2 separate regions of the Oryctolagus cuniculus genome follow, and region 2 is linked to region 1. The links are chromatin contacts, called in public Hi-C maps. All regions are on one chromosome and are shown on one strand. The core of a region is the stretch at or near the end of the contact, and the rest is flanking DNA. Distances in the headings are between cores, read along the strand shown. Region 1 has its middle 31 kb from the start of TM4SF18. Region 2 overlaps LOC103350414 (a long non-coding RNA gene).

What was found. A called contact is a pair of places that touch in the nucleus more often than the background predicts.
Region 2: a Hi-C map of psoas muscle shows a contact between it and region 1, with 6 times the contacts expected there. The contact joins two enhancer-like sites. A contact is called at or near these places in 5 of 6 Hi-C or Micro-C datasets (ear pinna, embryonic fibroblasts, psoas muscle and 2 more).

What each region holds. Positions count from the first base shown.
Region 1 is chr4:132,199,536-132,205,284 of mOryCun1.1, reverse strand. No RefSeq gene overlaps it. Among named protein-coding and RNA genes, the nearest start is that of TM4SF18, 31 kb to the right of the region's middle. Within about 2 kb of position 3,739, at least 1 of the 8 cell types and tissues checked has an H3K27ac peak or open chromatin away from gene starts, as enhancers often do.
Region 2 is chr4:132,517,833-132,523,406 of mOryCun1.1, reverse strand. All of the region lies in intron 2 of LOC103350414 (a long non-coding RNA gene), which reads right to left. Among named protein-coding and RNA genes, the nearest start is that of GYG1, 35 kb to the right of the region's middle. Within about 2 kb of position 2,931, at least 6 of the 8 cell types and tissues checked have an H3K27ac peak or open chromatin away from gene starts, as enhancers often do.

The DNA.
Region 1 (5,749 bases), core at 2,490-4,989:
ACTCTGCCATTCAAATAAATAAAATAAAATTTTAATAAAAAATAGAATATAATAGCCAGAAAAATCAAGGAACATAAAAAATTATATTGATACAGTCTTATTTTTGTTGATATAAAATGAGAGTAAGAACTAACATCACAAAAGTTTTTGCTCTAAGTAGTTACTCTTCTAGAATTAATAAAAAATTTCCATTGCATAGATTGAATAATATATTGATGATCTTAAAATGCAGGAAGAGAAAATATTCACTTGGTATAATTAATATTCTTGGCTTTCTCAAGTTTTCTGCGAATGGAACTTCTCCAGAAGCAGCCTCCAGCAGCCCCAAATGATGCATGTAACATGTGTGCTAGTAACAGCTGCTGAAGGATTTTGGAAACTCCTTACATTGGAAAATGCTTGCATACCCTCTGAAAAGCATTAAACCCAAGTAGAGAATGCTATTAAGACAAGCAAAGGAGGCTGGCGCCGCGGCTCACTAGGCTAATCCTCCGCCTGCAGCGCCGGTACTCCAGGGATTCTAGTGCCAGTTGGGGCGCAGGTTCTAGTCTCAGTTGCTCCTCTTCCAGGCCAGCTCTCTGCTGTGGTCTGGGAAGGCAGTGGAGGATGGCCCAAGTGCTTGGGCCCTGCACCCGCATGGGAGACCAGGATAAGTACCTGGCTCCTGTCATCGGATCAGCGTGGTGCACCGGCCGCAGCGCACCGGCCGTGGCGGCCATTGGAGGGTGAACCAACGGTAAAAGGAAGACCTTTCTCTCTGTCACTCTCTCTCACTGTCCACTCTGCCTGTCAAAAAAAAAAAAAAAAAAAGACTTAGATGCATAGTGAATGTCATGGAAAAAAACTTCAAGATTTCAATAAGATAAAAGCTTGCACAAACATTAAGTGCCTTGTGATCTGCTTATTTAAACAAAACATGATACATAGATATGTATTTTTATTGTGTAATATATTGTGTGAAAGAGCTTAGTAAAAGAGCTTATAATTGCATCAAATTGGTCACTGTGGTTTGTCTCCTGTGGGGGAACTGGGGTGGTGGTAGGATTGGGTTGGACTAACTGTGTTCTTAAATCAGCTCTCCAAAAATAAATGCACACAAAATCTGATTTATGTGCCAATTATTCTGGTGTAAACATTCCCACTGGGATCAATTTGAAGCTGTCAATGATTTATCAGCTGGCTTATTTAACTACTAGCTCTCGTGGGCTGCTCCAGTTGGCTGCTGTACATAGCAGTCAACTTCTCCCACCTTTGCCTGCCTTCCTCCTTCCTCTGGGGGCCTGAGAAGGGAGAAGATGAAATGAGGTGTAGGAAGCACAATGGGCAGGACTTGATTGGTCGAGTGTTTACTGGGCATGAGGGAGGGGAATCAAGAATAAAACCCAGGGTTGTGTCTCCAGTGGCTAGCCAGAGGATGAGGGTCCCTTCCCTAAAGCAGGGGACATGGAAGGGAGAGGGGATTCAGGGCTGGAGCAGATGATGAGCTTTGGAGTATGATGAGACTTAGGAGCAATGGAACATCAAGCAGAGACAAAAAGTGTCAGGCCTGCCATCTGTAGAGAAGGTGGGACCAAAGTTACAGAGCTTAGACTCGTCAGTGCACAGATGGAAACAATCGACCTGGAACTGACAAGATCACTTTGATTAACTTGGATTGAATAAAAGTGAAAAGTGCCTTGGAATTTGGGAATAAAGTTATTATAATATCAATGTAATGTAATCTATGTAGTATATATAAATATAGCATACAATTATTATCAGCTCCAAATACTTTCTATCAGTCTTCTATTGAAACTATGGAGCGTAAGTCAGAATAACTGTAAATGAGGAACTATTTTTTTAAAGATTTATTTATTTTACTTGAAAGTCAGATTTACACAATGAGAGAAGGAGAGGTAGAGAGAGAGAGAGAGAGAGAGAGAGAGAGGTCTTCCATCTGCTGGTTCACTCCCCAAATAGCAGCAATGGCTGGAGCTGTGCCAATCCGAAGCCAGGAGCCAAGAGCCTCCTTAGGGTCTCCCACGCTGGTGCAAGGGCCCAAGGACTTGGGCCATCTTCCATTGCTTTCCCAGGTCATAGCGGAGAGCTGGATTGGAAGTGAAGCAGCTGGGCCTTGAACCAGTGCCCGTATGAGATTCTGGCACTGTGGGCGGAGGCCTTACCTGCTACGCCACAGTGCCGGTCCCATGAGAAACTATTGGTAGCACTTCACATACATGCCTTCGCGAATGCAAAGCCTTAAATTATCCCATTGCTCTAATGAGAAAAGGAAGAAATATTAGAAATAAACTAGAAATCCTAAAATTTAAGTTAAATATATACTTATTCTATATCTTATCATCATGCATTTGAGTTCCTGGCGAGTTTGAACAGGGCAACAAGCTCTTCAAAAGTTGGTCTTAAAAGTTTTACCCAATTAGCCTAATATTTAACCTTGACACTATGTATATTTGTGATATGAAACTTAAACTATTTATTTATTTATTTATTTGACAGGCAGAGTGGACAGTGAGAGAGAGAGACAGAGAGAAAGGTCTTCCTTTTCCGTTGGTTCACCCTCCAATGGCCGCTCCGGCCGGTGCACCATGCTGATCCGATGGCAGGAGCCAGGTACTTATCCTGGTCTCCCATGCGGGTGCAGGGCCCAAGTACTTGGGCCATCCTCCACTGCACTCCCTGGCCACAGAAGAGAGCTGGCCTGGAAGAGGGGCAACCGGGACAGAATCTGGCGCCCTGACCGGGACTAGAACCCGGTGTGCCGGTGCCACAAGGTGGAGGATTAGCCTAGTGAGCTGCGGCGCCGGCCATGAAACTTAAATTATTAAAATATTTATTAAAGGGGACAGCATTGTGGTACAGTGGGTTAACACACCACCTGTGACCCTGGCATCCCATATCCAAGTGTTGATTCATGTCCCAGCTGTTCCAGCTCCCTGCTAATACTCCTGGGAAAGCAGCAGATCATTCAAGTACTTGGGACCCTGCTACTCATGTGGAAGACCCAGATGGAGTTCTTGACTTCTGGCTTCAGCCTGGCCCAGCCCCTGCTGTTATAGTCATTTGGGGGAGTGAACCGGTAGATGGAAGATTTTTGTCTGTCTCCCTTTCTCTGTCACTGTGCCTTTCAAATAAAAAAAAATCATTTTTAAAAGTTTGTAGAAAATGAAATTATAAAGGTAAGCTTTTAAAAATATTTATTATAAAGAATTGTTTGTTTTAGGGCCAGCGCTGTGGCGCAGTGGGTTTATGTCCTAGCCTGAAGCACCGGCATCCCACATGGGCCCTGGTTCAAGACCTGGCTGCTCCACTTCCGATCCAGCTCTCTGCTAATGTGCCTGGGAAAGCAGTAGAAGATGGCTCAAGTCCTTGGGCCCCTGCACCTGCGTGGGAGACCAGGAAGAAGCTCCTGGCTCCTGGCTTTGGATCAGCGCAGCTCCGGCTGTTGTGGCCAATTGGGGAGTGAACCATTGGATGGAAGACCACTCTCTCTGCCTCTCCTCTCTCTGTGTAACTCTGACTTTCAAATAAATAAATATTAAAAAAAAAAAAAACCTGAATATTCTCTTGCAAGTTACAAACATATCAGTGAAACTTCCTCCTTGTGATAATTATTTTCCCTGTAAAATAAGGTAGTGATTCTAATGAATTCAACTCAACACATAAACATGAGTAATATCTTACACCCCCACAGAAAGCAGCTTGCAAAGAACAGCAAAATGCCTCTCATTTCCTATCTCCTTCCACCCTGAAGATACGGGCTGTGATTTTGTGCGAGTGGCTAAAGCAAACTTGACTGGGTTTGACTACCATCTAGCGACAAAACACATTATTTATTGGACTGAGGGCTGTACTCACGATCGCCATCCAGTGCTCAGAGTTCAGATAGCAAGTTGCCATTCCTAACAAGTCAGGAAAATGGAACCCCTTTGATGGCAAAATTCCCTAGGAGAGCAGGGGAGAGCCCACACATTCTTGTAGATTCGAGTACTACAATGAGATGTTTAAAATGTTGCCTCTTTTACAACTCTGAATTGGTCCGATAGGGCTTGAAGCCACAGGGTCTACATGGGAGTGGAAAGTCCTTGTCAGGCAGTTGCTGTCACTGGGCATTGCCCTGGCTTCCGTCCATAAACCACACATAAGTATACTGATCCCTAATGCCGCATAATCATTTTCCTTTTGTAAGTTGGAGTTCGAAGGGTACACAGCACCTAGACAATATACTCTGCCCCGTGGTTACAGTACCAATCCGACAACACGGTTTTGAATGAGACTCACACTTTCTTCATTAAAGCATGAATGCATGCTGATTTGCATTTTTAAAACAGAGTGTGCATTTCTTCCTGCCTCTTCCCTGCCTTCTGCCTTCCTAAATCCCCCTCAGTTGGCTTCCACCTGAATGCTCAGCTTCGCCAGTTTTTAAATTGGAACGAGCCAGGTAGCATACTGATGATAGGCAATCACCATCTCACTGATGAATTTAACTAACAGTTACTGTGTACCTGCCATGTGCCTAGACCTGAGGTCCAGGGGCACCTCTGGGCTCCTCAGTTGCCCTTCATATGCAGACTCATATTCACTGTCAGTCACATGCAGACACAGGGCATCATGGGGGAGCATGTCAGAGCACAGCTTAGGCTACCCTGAGCTGTTGTCTCAGCTCTGAAGTTGGGACCTTGCTCCCCTTTCTTTTTCTCTGGTGAGAATTTTGCCTCAGATCCCTATCCCTTGTGGCTGGGAAACTGCTGAATATGGACGCAATTCCTTCATGCGATCAAAGACTTGGGAACATGAGCAACCTCCCATTCGCTCGGTATCTTGGATCCTCTGCTCCACATTGAACAGGAAGAAATTTACAGCCCATGAGTGGCTGCCTGCTCTTCCCTCTTCCTGCCTAGAGAGGGGGCAACCTCTGGACCTGATCCACTTCCTTCTGCATCTCAGTGCAGAGGATTAACTCAAGGCCAATTCCTAGATTCCTCCTCATGCTTTCCTGAGGCCATCAGTGAGTTCTGTTCTTCTGGAGTGTCAACTCTAATTGACACATATGTTGCCCCATTATATGTCTATAATAAGTAATATTTTAAAGGAGATTCATCATTGAAAGATGGTCATATAATATGGCAAAGTGATCATGATGGATGGATGGGATCAATACACTATTTCCATCACCCTGTATGCTCGCAGAGCCTCTGCTGAAAGACGCACCCCTCCTACAGGTGGTTCCCTTGTCAAATTGGACTAAAGAATTATGCCAGTCCTTTAGAAAATTATCTGTCAAATGTTGGAAGAAAAAAAGCTATGATCTCCCACAGACAAACCCAGGCTCTCCTTTCCTAGCTTTCCTGTTGTCTCCCGAAACCACAACAAAATTTTATTTGTTGGCCTTCTCTTCCCTTCTCGTCTCTATCACTGTCTTGCAGCCGGGACTGGATAGGGTCTGTTTAGAAAGTGGTGATTTCTCTTGACACAGATGTTTTCCAAGAGGGTGATCCTCATCTACTTTGAAATGGAAATGAGATTGAGGCAGAACAGGATTTTGGCCAGCCTAACGTTTAGCTCACAGGCATCTCCTACAAAAGCAAAACTTAGTTCTGTAAGTGAGAGCAAAGTGGGTTTTCATTCCTAGAAATTGCACAAGATGAGAAACAGTCATTCAAGATGAGAAAATGAAAAGCGACTATCTTGGGTATAAACATTGAGGACATCGGATGTAAGAGTCTGTATCCACCCTGAATTACCCTCCCTG
Region 2 (5,574 bases), core at 1,682-4,181, 320 kb before region 1:
CACATCTCAAAGTAGGAAGCCAGAGACTCTGGCATTGTGGTGTAGCGAGTAAAGCTGCCATCTGCAATGGGTGGTATCCCATATGGGTGCCAGTTTGAGTCCTGGCTGAACCACTTCCAATCCAGCTCCCTCCAACTGGCCTGGGAAAAGCAGTAGAGGATGGCCCAAGTGCTTGGGCCCCTGCCACCCTTGTGGGAGAGCCAGAGGAAACTCCTGGCTCCTGACTTTAGCCTGGCCCAGCCCCAGGCCTTGCAGCTGCCTGGGGAGTGAACCAATGGGTGGAAGATCTCTGTCTGTCTGTCTCTGTCTCTTTCTCTCTCTCTGTAACTCTTTAAAAATAAATAATAAATCTTAAAAAAAGAAAGAAAGAAAAATGAAAGAACAGTAAGCCAGAGAGCAATTCAGGGGTTGGGCTCAGGAGTTCCTGGCGAGCTTCTCTTCTGGGGCAGATGCCCCCAATGATGGAAGGGGCCCCATTAGCCCCCCTCCTAAAGGTCCCAGCACCTCTCAGCACCAAACTCCCAACTCATGAGCCTATGAGGGACACAAGCAAGGCATACCCAAACCATAAAGAGGCTGCTGGTGGCCACCACGGAGAGCCTGGGCGCTGGTGAGTCCACAGGCAGCCAAGCAGAGGTGGGTGCTGTCGCAGCCTTTCATTTCCCAATGAAACCTCGTCTGGCCTGGGTTTAGCAGACATTCTTGAACACAGCGTAGTGTGAGAAACAAAGGTTAAAGGAATCCCAGCTGGCAAGGAAGGTTTGACATCCCACCATGAAGGAAAGAGACACTTCCTTTAGTGCACCACAGAGAGTTAAAGCCAACGTTGAAAAAAAGAAATGGAAAAGATAACCGGAGTCACACAGATGCCAATGGACTCCCATGCAATTAAAAACTGCTTTAAAATAAACAAAATGAAAAAGCAACACCATAGGTGACTGCTGAGAAGTAGCCTCCAAAAGCTCACAATGTATTTGATCTGGATTTGTAGCTTAAGAGAAGGGCATGGGAAGGCTCGCACAACTCACCAAGCGTTCTTTCTCCACTGCCATCCATCTTTTCCTCCTGATTTTAACTAAAGCTTTTCTCATGCAAAAGATCAGAGCATAGAAAAAAACGCAAAAAAAAATACATTAAACAAATGTTCTAACACAAAGGTTAAAGGTCACTGGACAGTGAGTAACATTCACAGCTCCATATACACCAGGCTATTGGTAGCACCCATGGACAAATATCATAAGAGCCTGAAGGAGGGGTGAGGCCCCTCCTTGTGAAGAATGATCTGTGGCACCACTGTTGTGGTGCAGTGGGTGGAGGTGTCACCTGCCATGCCAGCATCCTGTATGAGTGCTGGTCTGAGTCCTATCTGCTTTGCTTCCAGTTCAGCTCCCTGTGAATGTGCCTGGGAAAGCAGAAGATGGCCCAAGTGCTTGTGGCCCGCCCATGTGAGAGACCCAGACGGAATCCCAGGCTCCTAGCTTCGGCCTGGCACAACCCCAGATGTTGTGGCCATTTGAGGAGTGAACCAGCTGATCAGGGGTCTTTCTCTCTGTGTCTCTCCGTGTCTCTCTAATACTCTGCCTTTCAAATAAATAACATGTGTCTCTTTCTTTAAAACAAAAGTGATCTGTGAAGGGTCTCATTAAATATGGTTCTCCCTTGTCTTGCAAGAAAATTGTCTCTTCCAATGCTATAATTTCTAAAAGAACCCATCCATAACCTTTTTCATTATGCATTGATATACTGCAACTAAAAGCAATTTTAATTAGCTGAGGGTAGAGATTCAGTTTCTCAAAATGCTCATGTCATAAAAGAAAAATTTCCCCTTGACACTGAAGGAAAAAAAATCAGAGCAAATTAATAGACTTTTTTGTCCCTTTTAAAGCTAAAATCATTTTGTGAGTTTATAACAGGAATATCTTACATCCATCAAGGTTTGACCCGTGGGCTCTAGCACATGGAGAGCGGAGCATCAGGAGGAATAATCTGGGCTGGGGAGGCATTCGCTGTTTTCACGCGTGGGTGTGAAGGCCCAAAGACATCGGTTGCATACCCTCCAAGACCAGGGACGCCCCCTCCCCATCGTTACCACCTGTTCTTGTTCCCCTGTGTTATTTTGAGTTTACTCATCCATCTTTCCACCACACTCCGGGCTCATCAGGCGTGGGCTCTTTCTTACTCCGTAGGGACCCTGAAGGGCCTGAGAGATTGCTCGGCCTTCAGCCATTCAGCACACTGTGTCAGCTTTTCAAGAGCATAGCAGCCAAGGCAAGAAAGTGACCCGCTGAGTGGTAGCAGTGACCTCTGCAAGCTCTGAACTCCGCCATTTTGGCCTTTTTGCTGGATAAGTAAGAGACCAAGCGTCAATTTAAAGAAAGGCTGGGTCCGGAGACTCAAGAGTCCACAGCCAAGCGAGGATTAGAACTGTGGATGAAGGGTCTATCAATCTTGGGTAAAGCAATTTCTCTTCAGCGATGCGTTTGGCTTTTTTCCTTTGCCAGCTAAGTCTGCAACCAGCCTTGTCGGGGAAAATGGCAGCTGAAGAAAAGGAAGAGTGGCCAGAAGAGGGCGCTCTCGCCACGGATATTGACAAGCGGTGTCTTTGGAACGTTACCCCTTCAACCTGGCCAACAGAGAGGCAGCACGGGATTCTTTCCTAAGGAGCTCACTTTGCTGGCCAAGTAAGAAGGGAAAGGAGAACACCGCGGGTGAAAAACGAGTGCAGAAGAATGCCACGGCGAGGCCCGCGCTCCCTCGGGGAGCCGAGCCGTGCGTGGTTCTCGGAGCGCTGCTCGCCACCTCCTCACCGCAGCCTTCCCAGGAACACGGCCCGGCCCGGGAACGCTCTGCACGGCCGACCCGCCCCTCCCCCTGCACTGCCTTTCCCCTCGGCTTCTTCCACTTGCTTCAACACGTCATTGCTCCCAGAGCTGCACCAGGCCAGAGCTCCGGGCTGTTTGCCAGCGGCCTCCAACATTCCGGGCCAGTGCTGTGAGCCTTAGAGGAAGGGCTCTCCCGGCGCCCCTGGGGACGGACAGGCGTTGGCGCCAGGCCTTGCCTTCGCCCGGCTCCCGGACAGTTCCAGGCTGAGGGTCTGCACTCCGGGGGAGGTGGGACTTTGGGTCTCCTCCTCCTCCGAGGGTGACAGTGCACACGATGGCAAAGGCACCAGAGATCGGGAGGGAGGTACCCCCTGTCATCCTGTCCTCAAAGCCCGGCCTTCCCCAAGGCCAGTGCTGTTTGGGGACATTGTGTACTAACCCAAAATGTACCTTTTTCTTAGCCTGTGTATGATTCTGTAATTGCTCCCGGCTAAGGCCCTCCTCACTCCACAGGCTCCTACTGTTTCCCCTGAGCTTGTCCTGGTCCCTGATCAGGCCTTCGCGCTGAACTAGAGTTCTCTTCCTGCAAAAAGACCTGACCCTTGAATTCTTCCACATCACCACCCACAGTTCTTCCTATGACTTACTCCAACCACAGAAGCTTCTGCATTGTTCTGTGGATGTGACGGTGCTGCCTCAGGGCCTTTGCACTTGCTGATTCCTGAGTCTGGAATGATCAGACTCAAGTGATTCACTCTCTCACTCTCATTCAAGCTTATGAGCAAATATCATGCCTCCCCTGACCCGCTCCACCAGCACCCACCACACTCACACTCTATCTCCTTCCTCTGCCGTATTGTTTCTCACTGCACTCATCACTGACTGATGTCACAGCTGACCAGCTATTTCTGTTGGTTCACTTCCGACACTGTATCGGCAGTATCTGGCACATCAGATAAAGAATACTTGCCTGGTTAGTCAGTGACAACACACCTTTCATCCACGCAGCTTCCTCCTGCAGCCCTTCAAGTTCTCCTCATTCTCCCCGCAATGAAACCAACTCCTCTGGCCTGGCGCTCGGAGCTCGCGGGCAGACGCTCTTCCCGCTGTGGCCTCGCTGCCTGTCGCGAGCTGCCCACCTGCACGGCGCCCTGAGCTCCATGCACACCTGGTAACACACCAGCTTGCATGCCTGAGTGCTTCTGCCCTTCATTCTATCACCACCTGTGGAAATCCGCCTCATCTCTCGGACTCCATCTGACGCGCTCCCTCCTCCCAGGGGAGACTTCTCTGCTCTCCCTCCCATCCCAGCCCCTGACAAGTCCTCTGTCCTCTGTTTGTGCATCTTTTCTCGGATGCCCTGTGTTGTGAATTATTTCTCTATTTGACTTTCTCTGCAGGAACACAAATTGTAGGAAGTGGGTATGCATTCCGTGAACTCCCAAGCACGCAGAGCAGGGATCTCAGTCACGTTGGGGGCCGCAGGGGTTAGAGCTTCCATCTGTTATTACTGGGCTGCAAGGGAACACAGGAATGGGTTCAGCCCATACCAGTGGGCAAGGTGGGACTAGGGAACAGGGAGCCACCACCCAGCCCCAGTACATCGTCCATGCTGTTTCCAAACCTTCAGAATTTAAAAGAAGCTGGAAATCTGGATGATTCTTAGGAAGAAAAAAAAAAAACTGTCATCCTAAAATGTCAGAGATGAATAAAGAGATATTTTTAACTGTGTGAGCAAAGCAAATCCTATCCACAGGCAGGATTCGGTCTGGGATTGGACAGTGGTAGGTTTTGAGCTCCTGTAGGACAACTGGACCGAGAGCCAAGTGCTTGGGCAAATGGTTCTCCCATTAGGCACCACTGTCAGAAACGCTGAGGTGAGGATGCTGAGGTGGGGGCAAAACTCCTGACTCCTGTTACCTATAACCCGCCTACCCCGCCTGTCTTCCCAGTCCCTGTGCATCTACTGAAAAGTCACCACTGTTTCCACACCCTCCTCCATTCCCATCTCCCCTGCACAGACCGGGGCAGGCCCTGGCCCAGCACCGGCTCTGGTTCTGCGGGCTGCAGGTAATGGGGGTGAGCGGAACTGGAGTCAGCTCAGAAGAAAGCCAGGAAAGAGATGAGGGGTCTGAAACACAAAGCTCAGGGCAGGCGAGAGGAGCCTGGCAACCCACTTTGCAGGAGGGAAGGTTGCAGGGTTGGCCAGCAGTGGTTTGCAAGTTTATGAAAGGCTCTTGCCTGGGACAGTAATGAGCTGTGCCCCCCACTGAGAACAGAGCAAACAGAAACAGGCTCCAAATGCAGCCTGCGGGTCTGGACGGTGCCTTCCCTAACAGAGGCATTTGTGAAGACGTTTGTATTTGGATACTCTTTCCCAGGGAAACAGTCCTTTTTGCATTCATTATCTGCCCCCTATGGAAAGGTGGTTCATGATGAGTGAGCCACATGCTAGAAGAAATACTTTCATGTACAGAAGAGGGCTGATGGCAGTAACTGTCTTTATTTACCTGGAGATCACTTCAGCCAGGAAGCACACAGGTACCAGGTTCAAGGACAGATAGCTATAAACAGCCATGTTCCCCCAGGTCACATGCCAAGAATGCTAAGTTTCCTGCAGACCATGAGGAGGGCAGACAGCATAGATAAATGGACAGACAGACAGCCTCTTCCTCCAGATGTGCAGAGTCACAGCAGTGAGCCACCCTCCCGGGACAGTGGGCTTGTCCCCATGGCCACCCTAAGGTCGCAT